6 separate regions of the Mus musculus genome follow, and regions 2, 3, 4, 5 and 6 are each linked to region 1. The links are chromatin contacts, called in public Micro-C and promoter capture Hi-C maps. All regions are on one chromosome and are shown on one strand. The core of a region is the stretch at or near the end of the contact, and the rest is flanking DNA. Distances in the headings are between cores, read along the strand shown. Region 1 holds the start of Ehbp1 (EH domain binding protein 1). Region 2 holds the start of Ugp2 (UDP-glucose pyrophosphorylase 2). Region 3 overlaps Wdpcp (WD repeat containing planar cell polarity effector). Region 4 holds the start of Fam161a (family with sequence similarity 161, member A). Region 5 holds the start of Commd1 (COMM domain containing 1). Region 6 holds the start of Xpo1 (exportin 1).

The links. A called contact is a pair of places that touch in the nucleus more often than the background predicts. Capture Hi-C pulls out chosen DNA fragments and counts their contacts.
Region 2: a contact with region 1 is called in a Micro-C map of embryonic stem cells, with 8 times the contacts expected there. The contact joins the promoter of Ugp2 here to the promoter of Ehbp1 in region 1. A contact is called at or near these places in 2 of 39 promoter capture datasets (embryonic stem cells and hippocampal neurons), 1 of 484 Hi-C or Micro-C datasets (embryonic stem cells) and 1 of 115 datasets of contacts at active chromatin or transcription factors (bone marrow-derived macrophages).
Region 3: a Micro-C map of embryonic stem cells shows a contact between it and region 1, with 4 times the contacts expected there. The contact joins the enhancer-like site here to the promoter of Ehbp1 in region 1. A contact is called at or near these places in 1 of 39 promoter capture datasets (embryonic stem cells), 1 of 484 Hi-C or Micro-C datasets (embryonic stem cells) and 2 of 115 datasets of contacts at active chromatin or transcription factors (astrocytes and forebrain).
Region 4: a contact with region 1 is called in a promoter capture Hi-C map of adipose tissue, with 5 times the contacts expected there. The contact joins the promoter of Fam161a here to the promoter of Ehbp1 in region 1. A contact is called at or near these places in 3 of 39 promoter capture datasets (the 3T3-L1 cell line, liver and pre-B cells), 2 of 484 Hi-C or Micro-C datasets (CD4 T cells and embryonic fibroblasts), 3 of 115 datasets of contacts at active chromatin or transcription factors (embryonic forebrain, extraembryonic endoderm stem cells and large pre-B cells) and 3 of 9 other capture datasets (adipose tissue, liver and macrophages).
Region 5: a contact with region 1 is called in a promoter capture Hi-C map of liver. The contact joins the promoter of Commd1 here to the promoter of Ehbp1 in region 1. A contact is called at or near these places in 16 of 39 promoter capture datasets (the 3T3-L1 cell line, 3T3-L1-derived adipocytes, the C10 cell line and 11 more), 23 of 484 Hi-C or Micro-C datasets (B cells, CD4 T cells, CD8 T cells and 14 more), 17 of 115 datasets of contacts at active chromatin or transcription factors (SST interneurons, VIP interneurons, astrocytes and 12 more) and 4 of 9 other capture datasets (adipose tissue, embryonic stem cells, liver and 1 more).
Region 6: a promoter capture Hi-C map of adipose tissue shows a contact between it and region 1, with 3 times the contacts expected there. The contact joins the promoter of Xpo1 here to the promoter of Ehbp1 in region 1. A contact is called at or near these places in 8 of 484 Hi-C or Micro-C datasets (the Ba/F3 cell line, CD4 T cells, cerebral cortex and 4 more), 4 of 115 datasets of contacts at active chromatin or transcription factors (SST interneurons, cardiomyocytes, embryonic forebrain and 1 more) and 2 of 9 other capture datasets (adipose tissue and liver).

The regions. Positions count from the first base shown.
Region 1 is chr11:22,284,665-22,288,132 of GRCm38.p6, reverse strand. Ehbp1 (EH domain binding protein 1) reads left to right here and starts at 1,338. Exons shown (of 25, transcript NM_153078.4): 1 at 1,338-1,451; 2 at 2,259-2,645. The coding sequence starts at 2,542.
Region 2 is chr11:21,369,013-21,372,264 of GRCm38.p6, reverse strand. Ugp2 (UDP-glucose pyrophosphorylase 2) reads left to right here and starts at 1,636. Exons shown (of 10, transcript NM_139297.6): 1 at 1,636-2,078. The coding sequence starts at 2,060.
Region 3 is chr11:21,633,137-21,636,521 of GRCm38.p6, reverse strand. The region is part of intron 1 of Wdpcp (WD repeat containing planar cell polarity effector); the gene reads right to left. Among named protein-coding and RNA genes, the nearest start is that of Wdpcp, 63 kb to the right of the region's middle. Within about 2 kb of position 1,766, at least 4 of the 459 cell types and tissues checked have an H3K27ac peak or open chromatin away from gene starts, as enhancers often do. A contact at or near this core is called in embryonic stem cells, where this site is marked.
Region 4 is chr11:23,006,856-23,010,117 of GRCm38.p6, reverse strand. It overlaps Fam161a (family with sequence similarity 161, member A), which reads right to left and starts at 1,771. Exons shown (of 5, transcript NM_001363283.1): 1 at 1,492-1,771.
Region 5 is chr11:22,980,482-22,983,930 of GRCm38.p6, reverse strand. Commd1 (COMM domain containing 1) reads left to right here and starts at 1,647. Exons shown (of 3, transcript NM_144514.2): 1 at 1,647-1,852. The coding sequence starts at 1,676.
Region 6 is chr11:23,254,593-23,257,968 of GRCm38.p6, reverse strand. It overlaps Xpo1 (exportin 1), which reads right to left and starts at 1,928. Exons shown (of 26, transcript NM_001035226.1): 1 at 1,809-1,928; 2 at 1,252-1,325.

The DNA.
Region 1 (3,468 bases), core at 89-2,588:
CTTTACTGTTTAGTCCCGAAAAGTTGTAATTTTATTCTTCATTCTTTCTCTACACCTTAGATGTCTGTGAAACATCTAAGGCTGAAAGCAAATTTTTGTTTTTTGGATAGGATGGATATTTTCTGCCCCTTGAGAAGTCTATAGCTTTCACAGCCTCAAAAGGGATCTTGTGCTATATACTTGTGATGTCAAGGGTGTACACCTAACATCTCAGCGATCTCAGTAACCTGGATGTTGAAGCAGGAAAACCATGCTAACCTCTGGAAATACAGTTTCAGGCCATGTCAGCTGCCTCTTAATAGACGTAAACAACATTGCTCTCAAACTATTAAGTTATTTCGTCCTCTCCCTTGCCTTTAACCACCCTTTCCACATAGTCAACCACTCCCTAATCCACCCACAGCTCATACCAGAGGATAATGAGACCGCAAAGGAACACGAGAATGCAAGATTCAAAGAAATGCTGAGAATGAGGACAAGAAGAGACTGTACTGTAAACATTTATGTCCAGTTTAGCCCTCCTTGAACCTGGGGCAGGCTCCTGGCAAGGTCAGGGAAAAACTCGGAAAGAACTGAGTGAAATAAAGGCTGTGTGTGCAAAACCGCTGGCTGCTAGTGGCGCAGGAGAGGAGCAGCCAGTTCGTGGGTGGGGATGGGAGAGAATAGGAGAGAAACCACAGCACCTCAGTGTCTCTGGCAGCCGCTGGAATCAGACTCTGCTCAGTTCATACACCAGGAGCCAGAAACCCTGCCCAGCAGCCACGGCGCCTTTGACGGACAGCCACCTTCTGCAATGGCTTTCCAGTTCACTATAAACATTCTTAGTCCTCCCGCCTCCCGCTGCCCTCAACCATTCCAGGGAATGGGCGGGATCGTCCTTCGTGATTTACACTTTTTTTTTTTTAAAGAAGAAGAGGGTAGACCGGGCGGGTTCCACCTAAGGGAAAAAAAAAAACTGGGGGGGTGGATCCCCTATGACCGGCATGAAGATCTACCAATGGAGTGCCTCGCTCGTCCTAAGGCCCGCCCGCCGAGGAGGCGGGGCTCCCGCAGACTCGGCCAATGGCGGCGAGGCGGACGGAGGTTGAGCCGCCGTGGGTAGGGTTAGTGTGAGAGGTGCGGCGGGGGAGGTAATGATGGTGGTGGCGGCCGAGGGAGGCGGGGGAGGGGGATCTGGGCGCTGAACCGCGGCTCTGGCAGGGCTCGCTCGGGCGGGCGGGCCGGAGGGGGACGGTCGCTGGGCGCTCTGCCGGGGAGGGGGCGCTGCTCCGGGAGGGGGCGGGCGTCGTCCGCCCGGGAAGCTGCAGACCCCGGCTCCCGCAAACGAGCACCGCGCCGGGCTTCGCTGTTCCACGCGGCTCCAGCAGGGATGGAGGACTCGGTGGCGGTAGCTGCTTCTGAGGCGGCGGCGACCGAGGAGCGGCTCTAAGGAGGGGACAGCGGGATTAGAGGTGTGAGGAGGGCTTGGAGTGGACGAGCGGAGGGGCCGGGGTTCGGGGACCGAGGCTGGGGTCTAACAGCAAGGCTTGGGTGACAGGGACCGCAGCTGGCAACGCCTGTCTCTGCGGAGAGACAGGGGTCTGCACTCGGTGCGTGAGGAGGCGAGGCTCAGGCCGGCTGCCCCTGATGGGGGAGGGAGGCACCGCACCTCGCACTGTCCATTGGCCTGGCTGGTCATCGCTTCAAGCCCAGGCAGGAGTTTCCATTCCCCTCCTCCTGGCAGCCAAGGTGAAGGGGAAGCAAAGTGGCCTGGAGCTGGGACCTTGCCCTCTCTCTGCCGTGAGATTTCCCTCCACTGCTAGTTCTCCATCCATTTCCCTCTCCTACAGAACCAGCATTTCTCCCTGCACCCTGGTTGTGCTAAGTACATATTCAGTAGCTCGAGGCTATTCATTATCAGCTGAAAAATAAAGTTTATTTAAAAAATAACTCCTAACTGGTGGTAGATATATCAAACAGCATCCTGACTTTCCCGCCCTGTTCTTCCTTCTGCTATGCTAGGTAGGGAAGGCAGGGCCCGACTGGCATCTCTCAATTGTTGGTTCTGACAACCTGGTGTATTGCCGCCTGTCTTCGGTGTGATTTGTCATTTCTTCCTTAGTATCTTCCATCCTTGATGTTACTGGCTTTTGAGGCCGGGGTTTTGTTTCATTGTTTGAAAACCACGCAGATAGCAGAGGTTGTTTCGGTCTTATCTAACACTTCTCATGCGTCTGTCCTCATATTCTTTCTCTTTCTGTCTGTGTTTTGCTTTTCAGTTCTCCAGAACCCACGTCATATAGTCCCTGAAGTGGAATGATGATGTCTCCATGAGGGAACCTCCTCTCAGTCATCCTGTCCTGTACATCAGCTGTTCTTGACTGGGCCATTGATCTAAGATAGGATTTACCCTGTGAGACAGGGAGAAGACTTATGGACGCCAAGCATCATTTCAAGTTCTAGTTTTTGTTGAAAGTACTGACATACATGCAAGGCTCGTGTGCTTTATCAAAGCTGCTGTGTTGCTAATCCAGAACTGTTCCAGTCTCTTGGCCTATCACCATGGCTTCAGTTTGGAAGCGACTGCAGCGTGTGGGAAAACATGCATCCAAGTTCCAGTTTGTGGCCTCCTACCAGGAGCTGATGGTTGAATGTACAAAGAAATGGTAAGACGTGCTTAGGGGTAGATTAATGTCTTGTTGCCTAACCATCCTGTAGCTTGGACTGTGGGTCTTTTGGTAGCCAGTTTACCTTGCAGTGGTACACAAGTGTGTAGAAGCTGTGGACGGTGCAGATACTCTAACAAGTACTGTGTGTGCACTGTTGTTGCTGGTACTGTCTCTGTGGATTTTAATCACTCCATTTCAGATCGTCTCAGAGGACTACAACTGAGAACACACCTAAGTATAGTAGTTTTGGTCTTATGGTCATTTATCATTGGTGTTAGAATAACTTTATTTTTATAATTTTAAACAGAGAATGGTTATCTTAACATCACATATGTCTCAATATAGAAATTTATATCATATAGAATGGCGGTTTTATTTTGTTGTTTTTTTTTCATTTTACTTAGAGTATTTTTCAGTATTTGAATAATGGAATGCCAGTGCACACAACCTTAGAGATTCTCTTGTGAAGTGCTTAGTCAGGCAACTGTCTTTTCTTTTAATTGCCTAATGGGATACATTTCTTGGCAGGATTTAAGGAAGCAATTAGTGGCAATGGTCTGTCATTTGCCTCTTTCTTTCCATTTGAGGAAAGTAAATTTAGGGTTTTCTCTTACTACTATGAATGATAAGAAACGAGAATCCTTACATAGTGAGGGACAAAAGTTAATCTTAAGCAAATGGTCTTTTGAATTTTAGTTTATTATAGCGATTAAGCACTACCACAAAATAAATCCATTTCATCAAGGACTGTCATCTCATGTTTGGTACTAAGCTCACTTTCTAATGTCCTCTTGGCTAAAGAAGGCTTGCTCCACCTTAG
Region 2 (3,252 bases), core at 387-2,886, 920 kb after region 1:
TTAGAAATTTTTTTCATTTGGAGAAAGTTATTTTCTTAGCTGAGATATTTGGATGCCTAAGGTTTTTGGATTCTACATAAGCAACATGAACACTATCTTTTCCTGTGTTGTTTAATAACATTTCCATATGAACCCAAAGGACTGAATAATGAAAGCTCTCTCTTTTCTAGAGAATAATTTAGAAATTCTCATTTACCTTGGCTGAATAATGTTGTACATTTCAAACCCTTCTGGAAGTGCTTGGTTACAGAACTGACAAACCAAGTAGGGTAACGCGAGAATGTTAAAGAAGACAGGCAGTCTTACAGGCTTAAATGGTTGGCAAGACTAGCTGTGATTGGGCACACCTCAGGGAGTCCCCAGACGGGTGCCAACGTTCTGGCTTTTAACTTCATCTTTCTTTTGGAGACTTCAAGATCTATCATCAGCATCTTAAGGATAATAAGTCATTTTCACTTTGGCTAGAAAAGTAAACGCCCAATTCCAGCACAAACGTGCCCAGGAGTGGGATTCGAGGCAAGGCGAATAGTGATGGCTCTTTCTGGAGAGCCTTTATTTGGCATTCCCTTCGACGCCCCCAGGCCCTCCTCCTGTTGGTGAGCCACACACATCCCATCCCTTTACTTGATTCTGAAAAGGTTGCCTTAACCCTCCTCAAACCCTAATTGGTGGCAGAGCCTTTGGGTCCTCTTGAGAAGAGCCTGGTGTCCCTGAGGAAGGGGAGTTCAAGGTTTCCTCAACGGGCAAATTCTGGTGGAGTGCAAACACAAGCACACGCTTCGGTTTTCTCACACGCTCGTGGCATCTGCAAACAGCAAGCAGAGACAGACGTGCTTGGCACCGTGCTGCTGCCTGTGCAGCTCCCACGCGTGGGATTCCCGCCTTCGCTTCTGCGCCCGCCTCCCTCGGGCCTCGAACGCCCCGCCCCCTGCCACCTCCGCGTGTCTCATTGGCCAGGTCCTTAGGCAAACTTCGGCTCCGGACTGGCGGCTGTGCCTGTCGCTCTGAGCAGTAGGGACATTTCCGCATTGGGAGGGGGGAAGGAGGGGGAGGGGAGGTGTGTGGCGAAAGTGGGGGCTCCGGTGTCCGGAGGCGGCGGGCTGGAGGGTCAGGGGCTGCGCACGCTGGCGCCAGGCTCCAGGTGTTTGCGTGTGACGGGAGCGGAGGGGAGGTCGCCTCGGCCACGCTCGTGCAGCGTGCGAGACCTGATTCCAGGCCCCCAACTTCTCAGCCCTCGAGGGAATAGGAAGGTGGGTGTCGCTTAAGGGGCGGGCCGGGCTCCGAGCGACCTCCTTGTGGGGTCCTGCTCCGAAAGGCGTGGCCGGGGGCCGACAGTGGGGCGTGGAAGAGTAGGGGGCGGGCGGGCGGGCGGGCGAGGGCGTGTCAGGGAGGGCCAGGCCTCCCGGGGGGTCTGGGCGGCCAGGCCCGGGGGGCAGGGAGGGGGCGAGCCGGGCCCTGGTGTGGAGCGGCTGCGTAGGGGAGGGCGGCCAGTGGAGGCCGCGGGCAGCTGTCTGCCCGAGTGCGGAATTCGCAGCATCTCCGAGTCCCGGCTATTTATGGGCTGGAGAAAAGGTTGCGTTGCCCCTTCGCCGGCCTCCCCGCCTCCCGATCTACACGGGGCGCCAGCAGCTCGCCGCTGGACGGCCGCCGGCGAGGGGCCTCGGGGTGCGGCCGGGGGCCTGCGGCAGTCCTGCCCTAGAGGGCGTGGAGACCGGAGGGCGGTGAAGCGGCTCTAGGTCCGCCTCTCCATTGATGAAATTTAAGTTCGTCTGGTTTTACCTTTTCCGGAGTCTCCAGTCGTCCCCTGTTGGTGTCGGGATCGCTGAGTAGCCTGGAGTTCCCTCCCAAGCTGAGTCGGTCCCACCAAGTTTTCCGTCTTCAGGATTTTTCTTTTTAAAGACTAGTTTTGATTTTTTTTCCCCCCGAATTCTTCTTTAAGTAGTTAAACATCGGAGGAGAAAGAACACTTCGGTTGCAGGGAAGGGAGAGAGACCTTCCTTACAACGTAGATTCTAGAAATTGAAAATTATAAGCCAGATTATTTTAATAAGATCCTAAAATGTCGAGATTTGTACAAGGTAAGACATTTTGCTTTCTGTCTCTTGGCTGCTTCGTCCGATTTTGAATATTGGTAGTCTCTAAGTAAGTGGGTAGTTTGTAACTGGAAGTGTTCATTTGTGATACCGTTTGCCAGACCTTTTTGGTTAAATTGGTATTTAAGCTGCTTTGCGCCACTTATTGGGTTGGCATTTCATATACGTGTTTGTATGCCTCTGCGCCCTGCAGGGGTTATTTCTACCTTCTAAAATCAGTTTTAATAGTATTCTGACATCGTGGATAGTAATTGTAAAAATCAAAACAGGATTTTTGACTGCTGATTAATTCTTGTTCCCTTCTTGCACTCGATGATAAGTTAGTTATCTTTGTGGGACAAGGAAACCCAGAGGGCTAGGGACAGGCAGATGCGTTTGTCAAGACTAGTAGGAAGCTCTCCACTTCTTTTCTGTGTGTACGTGGATTGAGTCTCAGAGTAATTTATTGCGAAATCAGTAGTTTGTAGACACTGGAGGTCATACCAGTCAGAGAAATGACTTTGCTGCAGTGCTCTTAGCTTTTTCTTTTTTAATATAGAAAGATTATGCTTTCTTTAAATTTGAAAATTACCATTCAAATCTGTATATGTGTAAATAATGCATTTAGCAAATACCCCTCAACCAAGCTGTAGTATTGCAATTGGGTGCTGCCTTAAACTTCTGTCACAAAACTGTATAGAGTTTGCCTATAAGAAGCCTTTCCTTCCAGACCCCAGTGTGTGAAAGCTTCAGCCATCTTGCTTAATACATGCAGTAAAGTTTGCAACCGCTTCACGTGATCCTCAGTGACTGTCCATGCACCTTTCCCCTTTCCTTTTAAAGTTATGCTAGGGATGTCCATCATTTGACCCTGGAAATGAAAATGCCATACAGGCTTATGCCCCACTTTACTAACTCTTAAGTTTTTCATATTAGATTAAAGGAATCTGCCTTCATTATTATGGAAACAGATGGGACCGTTATGCCTGTCTGCCTTCAGCACTAAGCTCAGAAATGTCATTTTGCCATTATGTTTGAAGTTGGTGTTACAGTTGACATGAAGCTAGAGGTTTCTAAATCGAGAAGACACAGGTGGCTGTGGACATTGCTACCCACTTTTTAAAAGCCCATTATTTTAAAGTACTTCTACAGTTTTCAAAATACTGCACAAGTGTCAAAA
Region 3 (3,385 bases), core at 517-3,016, 650 kb after region 1:
GAGAACAACATGCAATTCCATCACAGTATAGCAAACAAAACAGCCATGTCCAGGAGGGGAGACGTAGGCAGAAAGTTACTCCTGGATGGTAACATGATCTCAGTCACTAAAGAAACAGATTCCCATTTTCAGAACCTGCAATTTCTTCAAAGAAAACAAACCATAAAATGTATATAAATTCATTATATCTCCCAAGTTCTTGTGACTACTGTTTACATTTGACAGTTTTTTAAAAATGTACATATCTTACAATAATGTGTATGTTTATTATAGTGAAGGTTTTAACCAGAACTTGCTATTAACTCAACAATACCTTACTGCTAATGGTAAATCAGAATTAAAGAAATGTCATATGCTTGGTTTCCTTTGGTAGAAAAACTAGCTCTAAGTGACTTGGCAACATATCCAAATGAAGATAGGGAGAGGGCATGCAGATACTTTGATATATATCCAAACTCACATGAAAATGACAATAAACAATCAATTAAGAGGGAAACCCTCTATAAAAATACAAACAGTGGAAGAAATAAATAAAACACCCCAAGAATTCAAAGTGGAAATATATAAATAAAACACAAACTGAGGCAAATACTGTCAGGAAAGGGAAATAGAATAGTTATTAAGTGGGGGCACTGGAAGGGATCAAGAGATAGGGTAAAGGGAGAGTACAGAGATAGATAGCTAAAATTATGGGGCATTTGAGGAATAGTATGGGAACCTAGTACAGTAGAAGCTCAGATTAAATAGACAGACAGACAGACAGACAGACAGACAGACAGAAGATATCATTGCTGAAGACCTTAGAACACTCAACCCTAAATGAGATATCTCTATCAAATCCCTCCTTGGAGCTCAGATAACACTGCAGAAAGGGAGACAGAAAGAAAACCAGAGGGGATGGAGGACACCAAGAATAAAGGCCCTCTGAATCAACATGACCAAAACTCATATGAACTCACAGAGACTGGAGCATCATGCACAAGGACTGCATGGCTCGGCACTTACTAGGTCCTCTGAACAGATTTTATGGCTTCCAGTTTAATGTTGTTATGGGATTCCTGGGCATATGAATAAGTCATTTTTTTGTGCCTTCTCTTGGTCTCTTTTCCTCCTCTTTGGTTTATCTCATCCTATAGAAGCCTGTTTGTTTTCTAATGAGAGACCGAAAGGAAGGAGACCAGATTGGGGGGGGGGGGGTAGAGGATGGGGGCAGTGGGAGGAGAAGAGGAAGGAGAATGTGTAATCAGGATATATTTTTTCCACAAATATACTTTATTATATAGCAAATCATAGCATTTGAATAGGCATAGATGAGTATTTAGTGAACGCTAACATTGGTTCCCAATTCAAACATAAATAAAATAGGAATAGAACAGAATTCTTTATTGTTCATTTTTGTTGACAATTATTTGTCCTGTTACATTAAATTTTCACTTTTATTGTAACAAATTTTTAGTTCCCACAGATGGTAGCAGATAATGGTTACACCATCCATGCGAGACAGAACCAGCTAAAGAACACAGAGACCTACATGAGATCTCCAAGTTTCCCAAGACCATGAGTGATCTAGTTCAAAGCTAGGCCTCTCTCTCTCTCTCTCTCTCTCCCCCCCCACCCCCCCACCCCCCCCCACCCCCCCACCCCCCCCCACCCCCCCAGTGTTCCTGGCCAGCTTCCTCCCAGATCTCCCTGTCTCTCTCTCTCTCAGGCTCTGCAGCCCCTTGCCTTTGATCGGTGAATATGCTAATGACTCTGCCCAGCAGCACAGAGGCAGCACCTGCTCTAAACTCTCTGCCTCCTCAAATGGCAGTGGTGCCCTGAGCTCTGTCCCTCCCTCCCTGCCATAGTCCTGCATGTGAGCGACCAATGGACCCAGGCCCTGACAGGAGCACAGGAGACAAAGAAAGGTTGGCGGGTGGGCCAGCAAATGAGGTGGTGGGCCAGCAAACATGGCTGCCTGCAGAAGCGCTACGTGGGCGGGTGGAGGTAATGTGCCACCGGGCCAGACAGCCACCTTAGCTAAAAAGCCTCTCACTTAACCCTATATGTTAAACTTTCACCTTCTGCTTTCCTAGAAAAAAACAAAGGGGGAAGTTAACTGCAGGGTACAACGTACCCCACTCCCAACTCCCCCCTCCATCCAGCTAAGCCTGTGAAAACTGCACCAGAAGCTGTGCTCCCCCTACAGGAACACCTGAATCGTGCTTTTCAACCCAAAATTTCTTGCTTCTTTATTTAAGTGCTTATTTTCTCTCTAGTATTCATGATATATGTCCAAAATTTTTTTCAACATATTTAAAATTTCCTTTAAGGTTCAAAACTCATCCAATCCTTACCAACCAGTTTCCTTTTAAAGACAAACTGTTATCTGCCTACCCCAGATACACAATTAACATGATATTTTCTTCCTCAGCCATCCAAAACGGACCATGATGTGCTTCTAAGCAAACCATTGCAGGCATAACTTTTGCTATCCACCCTATGCAGACATACTCTACTGGTGTTTTGCTCCGTTGTTACAATTACTCTACAGGTCTGTCTCCACATACTACCTACTGCCACAGATCCACCTGAGCCAGCGCCATCTCCTGAGACCTACAGACAACAAAGCTGCCTTCCTCCAAAAACCTCATCTGACTGAAGACTCCCGAGACATACAGTCTTGGGACCTTCCAGCTACAGATGAACTCTCTTGCCAAAGCCAAGTAGCTGATGAACTTGGGGAAAGTTACACGATAGTGAGGAAAACGTAATGTCTATCTAGATTAAATAATTGCTGTTCAAAACTGATGTTACTACCCTCAAATTGTACTACACATGGAGCAATTCATTGATTGTACAATCTCTTGCTCTCTCTTACTCTCTTGTTCTTACTCCCCTTACTCTCCTCTCTTCTCTCCTCACCTTTCTCCTCTCTCTTCCTCTTACTCTCTAGCCTTTCTTCTCTCTTTCTCTCTCCCCCTCCCTTCCTCTTGGCCATGGCTGGTCTCTCCCTCTTTTACCTTTTCTCTTCCCCCCTGCCTTTCTATAATAAAGCTCTAAAATCATAGACTGTCTCTGTTCATCAAGGCCCGCTGTTCTCACCTGTGTGGGAACCTCTCTCCCTTAAGCCCTCTCTCCTGTAACCCTGAGGCTACAGGGTGTCGCCCTGGGGCCCCTTGGTTTCGGGGACTGCCCCTTGTCCACCCCCCATCAAGTGGGGTCAGTGGCTCAGATGCCCACCCGGGGCTGAGTAGAAAACGTCCAGCAGCCGTCGCACATCCACCTGCCCAGAGCACAGGAGCTCTGTCTGGATGCAGGCTATCCTCCCTTCACCCCTCTTCCACTGATCCCTTTTAGTTCCCACAATGGTTGTGCCCTGTTTCTTCCCTCCTAAAGTAAGAGA
Region 4 (3,262 bases), core at 522-3,021, 720 kb before region 1:
CCGGGTCCAAGCTCTTGCCTTCCCTGGCATTTCACCTTCTGTAACCTATGACAGGCTGTGTTGAATGATTATCAGGTATAAACCAGTCCTAGGGTTCTGAACCTCATAGCTGGTTAGGCTCTGCTTCACTCTACATAACCTTGAAACATTTGCTACAGGCCAGGCCTGGGGCCCCATACGCTTAATCCCATTACTTGGAAGGTGGAGGCAGGAGGATCAGGAGTTTAAGGTCATCCTTAGCCACAAATAGCAAATTTGAGGCAATCCTGGACCAAAGGAGTCACTGTCTAAAATAAAACAAAAAAGCCGAGGATGTAGCTGTTGGTACACCACTTGCCTAGCAAGCACAAACCCTTCGGCCCACCCCAGCACTGCTAAGGAACAGGGTGTCGAGGGAGCGAGTGCCCGTCCTGGTGCTTTATCCCAGCAGAGTGCTGGTTTAAGTCCAAGGTTCCCGGCTTTTAAAGTGAATAAAAGCTGGGCGTTTTTATTACACACCTTTAAACTCAGGAAGCAGAGGTAGGCAGAGCTCTGTGTGTTTGAGGCCAGCCTGGACTACACAGAGTGAGTTCCAGAACAGCCAGGCTATGTCTCAGAAAACAAACAAAAATTTAAAAGGATGCTAAGATGTTTTAACTGTTAAGAGCACTTGCTGCTCTTGCAGGGGACCTGGGCTTGATTCCCAGCATCCATATGGTAGCTCACAACTCTCAGTAACTCCCAAGGCACACATTCATACACATAAATCTAAAAACAAACACACAAAATGAATAGAACAGATGAAGGAGAGGGGGTGGTTACATTCAAAATATACTGTATGAAATTTTTAAAGAATAAAAGCATTGCTGGAGAGATGGCTTAGTGGTTATAAGTACTGGTTGCTTTTCCAGAGGTAGAGATTATGTGTGTGTGTGTATAATCTCCTCCTCCATATATATCCTTCTGCTAGAAACATATAACACATCCAGGACATAATACTGAAAATGTTTTGTGAAAAGATCTCACTGCACCCATATCATCCCTTTAGGGAACTGGGATTTCGGCGGTTTGTTTATCTGGATGCTTCTCTACATCTGGAGCATCTGTCCACTGAACTTCAAACACGGTTTGCTAATGGACTGCTAAAATCCACTCCTAACAAAAACTGATAAAACACACTTGTCAGTACAACTTATCATCTGAAAGTTGATCTTTTATGAAAACTATGGGCACATCAGTTGTCTTCGGGGGGGGGGGGGGCAAAAATAAATGTAAAAATCAGAACTAAAAAATTATTTATTCCCAAGATATACTGGAGAATAAATAGGAAGTAGAGTTCTGTTCTTTGCATACTCTAGAAATAGCTATAAAAAAACCACTCTCCAATAAAGTTTTGCAGCAACCTTTAGTTGGGGCAGAGAGCAGGGAGGGTCTACAGAGGACACCGCATTTCCACCCGTCCTGCCCGAGACGATCGGACAGCCCTCAGACCCCTCCGGGCTCTCACATTACCGACGCCCGCATCTGCCACACTTTCTTCTGTTCCTCCTCCTCCATGGCCGCCGCCAACCCCGCTGCTACCAAGGACTCTAAGGAGTCTTCGCTTTCGTACTGGGCGACCCTTGCTCCGGTGATGGGATTTGCAGACAGGAGAAGGCTGGCTGCCGCCAGTCTGGCCTCCTGGTGCGGCGAAGCCATCGCCCCGCCTCCAAGCCCAAGCGCCCGCGCCCGCCCAGGGCGGCGTGCAGGCGCTGCCACCTAGCTCACAGATCCTGGCTTGGGGCGAGCGGTTACTAGGGGCTCGGTTACTAGGGACGCTACAGGAGGTGGCGACGGACCATAACGCACGCAACGTCCTTTTTCACTGTCACAAATGCGAACCCCGAGTCCAGCTAGTGTCTAATGATGGTTTCTGATACAAGCCTGCGGTTTCTAGAAGCATAACTGTCTGAAGCTACACAAACGACTACCACAGCAAGCTAAAGTAAAACGCAATCTTCAAGCTAATTGCTCAATGGGAGTCTCACCAGCGCCGGAACAATTACTGATTCACTTGAATGACACCCAGGTCTCCGGCAAGGGACTGAGCTTTTCTCTGGTTTCTAGCTTTATTTCTGTCTAACTACCTAAACGAGAACTTCTCGCGGTATACGGACTTAAAGCAGAAAGCGCGTTTTAACTAGCTGGATCAACATATTAGGGCACAGAGGGACAGGAAGGACCGGGTGTTGGGTGACCATCCCAAGAAAAGAACAGGCTTTGCAGCGCGCTATTCAACATGGCGGAGAACCCAGTTCATCTCTAATTGACAAGAACCAGCGGGTTGACCAATCAGAAGGAGAATACTTATTTGTCCCACCCTCTTTTTTCTCGACTGACCAGTAAGACACTAGACATAGGAAGTGTCTGTCACTCAGACCAGTGAGTGAGATGTGGTAGCTTGTCTAGCGGTTCTGCAGCTAGCTTAGCGGCAGATTAGAGGGGGCGAGAGCCTACAAGGACCACACCCTCCCAGCTCAGCCCTGCCAACCTCCTGATCGGCCTCAGGTTTTTGGCCACTTTGGATGCTTTTTCAGTGAACTCTCAGCCACCTGCAGCATAACACTTTACTTAGAACCCCAGCTAGCGCCCCTGTCCCCACCCTAAGGTTCCAGTACTTTCCACGTTATGCGGCACACCTTCCACAGAACCTGTTTCTGACGCAGTTGTTACCACCCCTTCCTTGTTCCCCTCTGCGAAGCACCTATCACCTTACCTTCCCTGCCTCCTGTTTCAAAACGGTTGAGCTTGCCTTTTCCAACGGAACTGATGATGGATACTGGTTGGTTCTGAAAAGCTAGATGTGGGGAGGGATCCATAGCCATCTGAATGAGAGAATAGTGACTTTCTGCCAGCCACATGCAACTAGTTCTGTGATGGGACTTGGTGTAAACAAGACCTATTGACAGACTGAAGCCCTGTAAGTGGGATGGTTTTAGGAACATGAAATAGTAAATAATGGATATGAAGGACATCAGTGTGTACATAGAATAGGAAAGTTTCGGCTGACAGTATTCTAAATTTGCAGATATCTATTAACACAGCTTTTAAAAAAAAGGTAGATCTGAAAGAAAATGGCACCATTAAAGTGCTTTTGCAGGCCAGCCAGTGGTGGCGTATGCCTTTAATCTTAGCACTTGGGAGGCAGAGGCCGAGGCCAGCGGATTTCTGACTTGGAGGTCTACAGAGTGAGTTCCAAGACAGCCAGGGCTGTCTTGAAAAACAACAAAAAAATTGTAATATA
Region 5 (3,449 bases), core at 398-2,897, 700 kb before region 1:
AGAGACAGAGCCTGACTTGCTGATGCAGCTAGCTATACAGAACAACCTCTCCCCAAACCTCAAATCCACATCTTTTATGGAGCCACAGTTCCAAACACATCTCCTTAAAAAAAGATGGAGGCATTTGGCTGCCTTGCATGCCTCCTCACCAGTGACATAGCTGTGCTTAAACACACTGCAGTTCATAGTCTATTATACCATTTTCCTTTATTTTAATTTTTTTTTTTTTTTTTTTTGGTTTTTCAAGACAAGGTTTCTCTGTGTAATCCAGGCTGGCCTCACACTCAGAGAATGCCTCTGCCTCCCAAGTTCAGGGATTAAAACCCAGTATGCTATTTTTATTTATTTATTTTGGTCTTTTTGAGACAGGGTTTCTCTGTATAGCCCTGGCTGTCCTGGAACTCACCTTGTAGACCAGGCTGGCCTCGAACTCAGAAAACTGCCTGCCTCTGCCTCCTGAGTGCAGGGATTAAAGGTGTGTGCCACTATGCCCGGGTTTTTATTTTAAATTACAATTAGCTTATACTAATTTTTCCAATTGGGAGCTAATTTACATATTGCAAAACTGTCTTTTAGTGTATACAATTCACTGTGCTTTGGTAAAGGACAAAGCCGTGTAGTTATCACCAGTGGCTGCTCATAGGCATTTTCATCATCTGAAAACAGACTTTGTACCCATTATGTCATTTCCTATTCTTCCCTCCTTCAGTCCTTGACAACTGGATTTTTGTATGGATTTGCTTAATTTAGCAGTAAATAAGATTGTCCAGTTGTCTTTCATGTCTGGCTTCATTCGTTTCACGCATTTTTTTTCTTTTTTTCTTTTTAATTATGTAGGCCTGTCTGTGCACATGAGTACATTGCTGGTGGAAGCTTTCAATTTCTGAGGTTGGAGTTACAGGAGGTTGTAAGTCGCCTAAAGCGAGTGCTGGAAACTGAACTTTGGTCCGCTACAGGAATAGTATACATTCTTAACCATTGAATCTGTCCAGCCCTCATTTAGCACATTTTAAAGGTTCACCTATATTATAGTATCATGCTACACGCTTATTATAGCTGAATATAAGTAAGGGTTTTTTTTTGGGTAATTATGTAGATAAGTATTTACTAATGCGATTCCACTTTAAGAATGAAAATAAGGCTTTGAAAAATAGTGGTTATAGAAATGGAGACCAGACTACTGATAATGGCTAGAAAGACAACGTACGGGTATACACAAAGGAATTAATGCAAGCAAAGAGATCATGTCCTCATGAAGTAGCTACATTTGGGGGGCGTGGGGAAAAGATTATAGAGCTTAGAACTGAGTAGTAGGCACTGCTCATTTAATTGCAAGCTGTAGAATGAGATACAGCCATCGAAGAATTAAGGTGGCATTCTTACGGAGTTACAGTTAGGTATCTCCAGCCAGCGATCGTTCCTTTGAGTGCGCATTTGCACATCGGAGTGAAGAAGGAAACAACAAAAACACAGTGACTCTAAAGGAAACTGAGTGGATTTGGCTGTGGTGGAAGTAGTGGATGTGTGTGGCAGAGCAAACGAGAGAACTGTTTATATCGACTAGTGGAGGAACCCGGCATCGCGTTCCGTGGCTGCCTTTGCCAGCTTTTATGGCCCTTCTCGGCCCCCGTAGCGGACCGGAGCTCAGCCGCTGGGCGGCAGGCCCTCCTTAGCCATGGCGGGCGATCTGGAGGGTGGCAAGTCCCTGAGCGGGCTGCTGAGCGGCCTAGCGCAGAACGCCTTTCACGGACACTCGGGTGTCACGGAGGAGCTGCTGCACAGCCAACTCTATCCGGAAGTGCCACCGGAGGAGTTCCGCCCCTTCCTGGCGAAGATGAGAGGACTTCTCAAGGTACGGTGGTTCCGCCGAGCAGCCCTGCCCTCCTCGCAGCCTCAGGCCCGCCCCCAGCCTCGGGTGCTGCTGTCTTTGGGCGCTCAGCGACCCTCCTGAGCCGTGGAGGTCGCTCTGTTGCGCCCTTGTTTTAGGGACACATAACGGTGAAAACATTGATTTTTTTTTCTCTCCCTCAAGACTTTCTGTGTCTGTAGTATAGATAAGTTTCGAGTTTTTTTCGCCTCGGACTTTGATGTTGCACCGGGCGTTGTAGTGCACTCCTTTAATCTGTGCACTTGGAGAGGCAGAGGCTGGCAGAGAGTTGTGTGAGTTCGAGGCCAGCCTGTTGCACAGAGTTCCAGGGCAGTCAGGGCAATGTGGTGAGACCCTTGTTTAAAGAGAGCGAGAGCGTGCTTGCCAGCTTTCCTGGGTTGTGGAAGTTGGGGAGCGTTAGCATGAGGTGGTTGGTGAGATAAAGGATTGATTAACTGGAGTAAACACCATTAAAGCAGTCGACTCTATGATTTCCAAATGGAACGAAGTATACATCAGACTGTCTCATGAAAACTATTAGAGGGCAACATAACAGGTGAAATTAACTAAAAAGATTTATTTTTATTTTATGTGTATGGGTGCGGTGCCTGCATGTGCACTGGTGGTTGGAACGGTTATAGGCCACCACATGGGTGCTGGAAACCCGGGTCTTCCTCAAGAGCATTATTAGGGCTCTTCTAAGCAGTCTCTCCAGTCCCCCATTCCACCTGGGGTTTGAGATAGGATCTCTTGTAGCCCAGACTAGCCTTGAACTCACGTGTAGTTGATCCACCTTCCACTTCCCAAGTGTTAGAATTTCAAGCAGCTACCACCATCTCCTGCTGTGACCTCTGTGTGTGTGGGTGGCATGGGGTGGGGTACCTTGCACTATCTCACTCTGTGTGGGGGGTGGCGTGTGGGGGGATACCTTGCACTATCACTCTCTACCTATCTTTCCAGACAGAGTCTCTCTCTCACTGTACCTGGAATCCAGTCTCACTGACTGGCTAGAGCAGCCAAGAACTCAAGAGATCTGCTTGTATTTGCTCTCCCAGAGCTTGGGTTACAGAAATAGGGGACCATGCCCAGCCTTTTCATGGGTGCTGGAGAATCAGAACCAGGCCCTAATTGAGCTATCTGCCCAGCTGGCAGCTGGTTCCTGTGACTTTTTTTTTTTTTTCCCCTTGGGTAAGCTGTTATAACTAAAGTGTATTCAAGGTATCTATCATTTATGTAATTACTATTCAATGTATTGTTTTCACAAAGTCTTTATTTTCTGTGTATTGAAGTTTTGCCTGCATGTGTATCTCTGAATGTGTTGGAACTTCTGATGCTGGCGTTACAGACAGTGGTGATCTGTCATGGGGATGCTGGGAATTGAATCTGAATTCTCTGAAAGAATGGCCAGTACACTTAACTGCTGAGCCATCTCTCCAGCTCCTTCACAAAGTCTTTAAAATATGATGTGCATTTTACATTTAAAACATTTTAGTTGCAACTAGCCACATTCGAAATGGTTAAAGTGGCCATATGTGGCTAATGACCACTGTATTAATTCTGATTACAAGCCATGTGGCAGCTT
Region 6 (3,376 bases), core at 679-3,178, 970 kb before region 1:
CACCGTCAGCCGTGACACCCACATTCAAGATACAGAATCATGCAGTAAGTAGTGCAGCTATGGAGGGATTGTTCACTTTCTGATTGGTTCACCTGTCTCGTTGGTGTCCCCCAATCCCAAATTCCACTCACTGGATTGTGAACTGTAGGAACCCATCAAACAATGCTGTGACTCTACAAGTGATTGTCCATATACCTTCAATGGCACTGCAAGCAGCAAAACACTACCCACCAGTAGCCATCTAAAAAGGTAAGTTCACAATGAGTCAAAAAACAAGATGCTACAAAAGACTGCTACTCCGTGTGTGGGCAATCGCCTGCTTCATTCAGTAAGAAACACACGCCTCACTAGGAAGGGACCGCCCTCCCCTGGCTTCCCACCCGAACGACTCTCAGCACTTCTAACTATAGCTCACAGGAGCACGCACTCACCCCGCCCATACTCGGAGGAGGCATTTAGACCCGGCGCCTAAGTTCACCGCCCTATTCTCTATGCAGCATGTCCTCTGAGTGATCCGAGGTCCCGCCTCGGCGAGTATTCAGTGCATCCTCTACCACCACTTCCTCTCCTACACCGCAAACTCAAGAAACCAGAAGGAGGAGCAGGGAGGGCATCATTCACTGTCCACGGCCAGCAGTACACGGTTTCACCAAGACATATATGCCCCGGGCGAAAACAACCTACAACACGGAACCCCAACTGCAGGCCCCCGAAAAAAAGAAATTAACTCCTCTTTCCTACTTCTTGTTATACACACACTCACAAAACCAACAACAACAAAAATCACCCACAAGGCTTTCGAGTTTCTTCACATAAGAAGGGACTCGGTAGCCCCTCCCTCCCCCATCCCAAGCTCTCCACCGAGGGGGCCACGTGATGCAGGCGGACGTTTCAATGCTGCTGCACTAAATATTTCTGGAAACTTCCACTCCTAATAATTTACAGAGACGTTCCCGAAATCACCCCCGACTCTCCCCAGCCCTTTGGACTGGGGAAGCCCTTCCACCCACGCGCAGGGGCTCAGCCTCACTACCACGCTCCTCGCCTTCCTCCACCGCCACCCGCACACGAAGATGACCCAGCAAGCGCTCCCCTCCCGCGGCCGCCTCCCCACCTCCATCACCGAGCGACAGAAGCGCTTCCATTCAATCTCAGGCTCCGCCGAGGGCCCCGCGCCCGCCGCCCGCCTCGCCTCATGCCCGCCGCGCCGCCGCCGCCCGACCCTCGGCCCCGAGCACACGACCGACTTACCCAGAAATTCAACCAACTGCTTCTTCCTTCCTTGTCCGGGCTTGGGGCGAGGGAAGGTGGGGAGGAGGGAGAGGGGAGGAAATCAAGGTGGGTTTCACAGTTTTCCCACCTTAAACAAAAAAGAAATTAAAAAGCAGAGAAGGGCAAAAAAAAAAAAAAAAGCTCAGTATTTACTATTCTAGGGACAACTCCACCCAACACACACTCACGCACACACACGCGCGCACGCACACACACGCGCCCCACCAAAAAGGGGAATTAATCCGAGAAATAAATGCTCCCGCCCGGCTGGGGAGGGAAGGAAGGGGGAGGGGAGCGGGCCAGTCCGTGAGACAGAGCCCAGGACCCTCCAGCCACAGGCGGCGGCGGGAGCAGCAGCGCGAGTCCGTACGGCCGGGGCCGCTCTGCCGCCAGTTGCAGTCCGGCTCCCCCTACCACACAGGGCTCCCTCGCTCACGCCGCTCCGGCGCCGGGCCCCCCCACCCGAGCTAGCCTAAACTTTCCCCCCTTCGCGTGCTCCTCAGCGACTGGTGCCTCCCCCCTCCCCCTCGGGATGGTTGCACGACTGCTGCAGCAAAGGCTGGAACAGGCACGGCCGCCGGGGCTGTAGCTACTGTTGCTCTTGCTGATGCTGAAGCTCCCGCTGCTCCTGCCGCGGCCGCTGCAGCCGCTTCTCCCCCTCCTCCTAGTGCCTCAAACTCGGAACCGGTTGAAACCGGTTCAGACTGGGAGATTCCATCTCGGTTGAGTTTTCAGCCCATGGCGCCGCGGAGCGTTTGGAACCTGGGCCTCCGCCCCCAGGCCGCGCGCCCATTGGTCGGCCCCGGCCACAGCCGCGCCATCAGCCTACCTCTTATTGGTCGGAGCGCCCGTCAATCCCACCTCAAGGCTCCACACGAGCCTGCCGCTTAGGCCCCCGCCTCTTTCCAGCAGTGATTTGCCCGCAGAGTGGGGGAGGGGAGGCGGGGCGGGACGCAAAGGAGTGAGGGGGGGGTGGAGGAAGAGAAGGTGGGACGTCGAACAGAGCCCAGCAAAGAGGAGAGCGGAGAAGCCTCACAGAGGATTGGCTTGAGTGAGCTGTCAGTCAAGTGCAGCCCGCCTTCTACATCCCTTTCCCCTCGAGTGGCTCCCCCTCTCGGTCCCTCGCTTGTAAGCCCGGCCTTTCCGGCTCGCCCATTGGCTGGGCGCCTTTGGTGACGGAGAGGGTGGGGTTCGCCCGTGAGCAGAAGGCAGCGCGGGTTTGAGCGCCGCGCGCGTTGCTCGTCTTTCTGCTTTCCCCCCCTCCCCGTTCCCTGGCGGCCCGCCCCCTCGAGCTCCCGCCAACCTCAGGGGCCTCGTCCTGGGGCCCCAGCATCCGCCCTTAGGATGGGGTCTGTGCTCGGAAAAGGGAGGGCACACCCTGTTTCTACATGGAAATAGACGGCCGCGAAGGACCGAAAAGAACACATAGGTGCCGGATGGTAGGCCCTGGGCCTTGGATCCGTTGTAGAGGCCTGGGTTTGGGCACCGCATGGGAACGTGAATAGCACGGGCCGAGGTTGGCATAAACGGGCGTGCAGTTTGGGCGCCTGGAAACGGTTGTCTAGTTAGTTATTGGACGAGCCTCCTTAAAAATTTAACTCTCTACCGGGCAGAGGTGGCGCATGCCCTTAATCCCAGCACTTGGAAGGCAGAGACAGGGATTTCTGAGTTCGAGGCCAGCCTGGTCTACAGAGTGAGCTCGAGGACAGCCAGGGCTACACAGAGAAACCCTGTCTCGAAAAAAAACAACAACAAAAAATTAACTCTCCCCAGACTGCTTCAACAAGAAGTTATTTCTAAAAATTAGTCCTAACACATTGAAAATCCTGTTGCTAACTTAACAATGCGTATAGACAGATTTTGTGCCAACTTCTTTTAACTTGGTGCGTGCCCTTATTATGCCACGCCCCTAGGTTAACCCATGGCTCCCAAGTGCCAGGTCAGTTTTGCTGATTAGGGTTGCTTAAAACAACCAGCAGTTGGGTGGTGGTGACAGAGGCAGAGGCAGGCAGATCTCTTGAATTCAAACAAGCCTGGACTACAGAGCAAGCTCCAGGACAGCCAGAACTACAAAGAGAACCCTATCTGGGGGAAAAACAGCCAG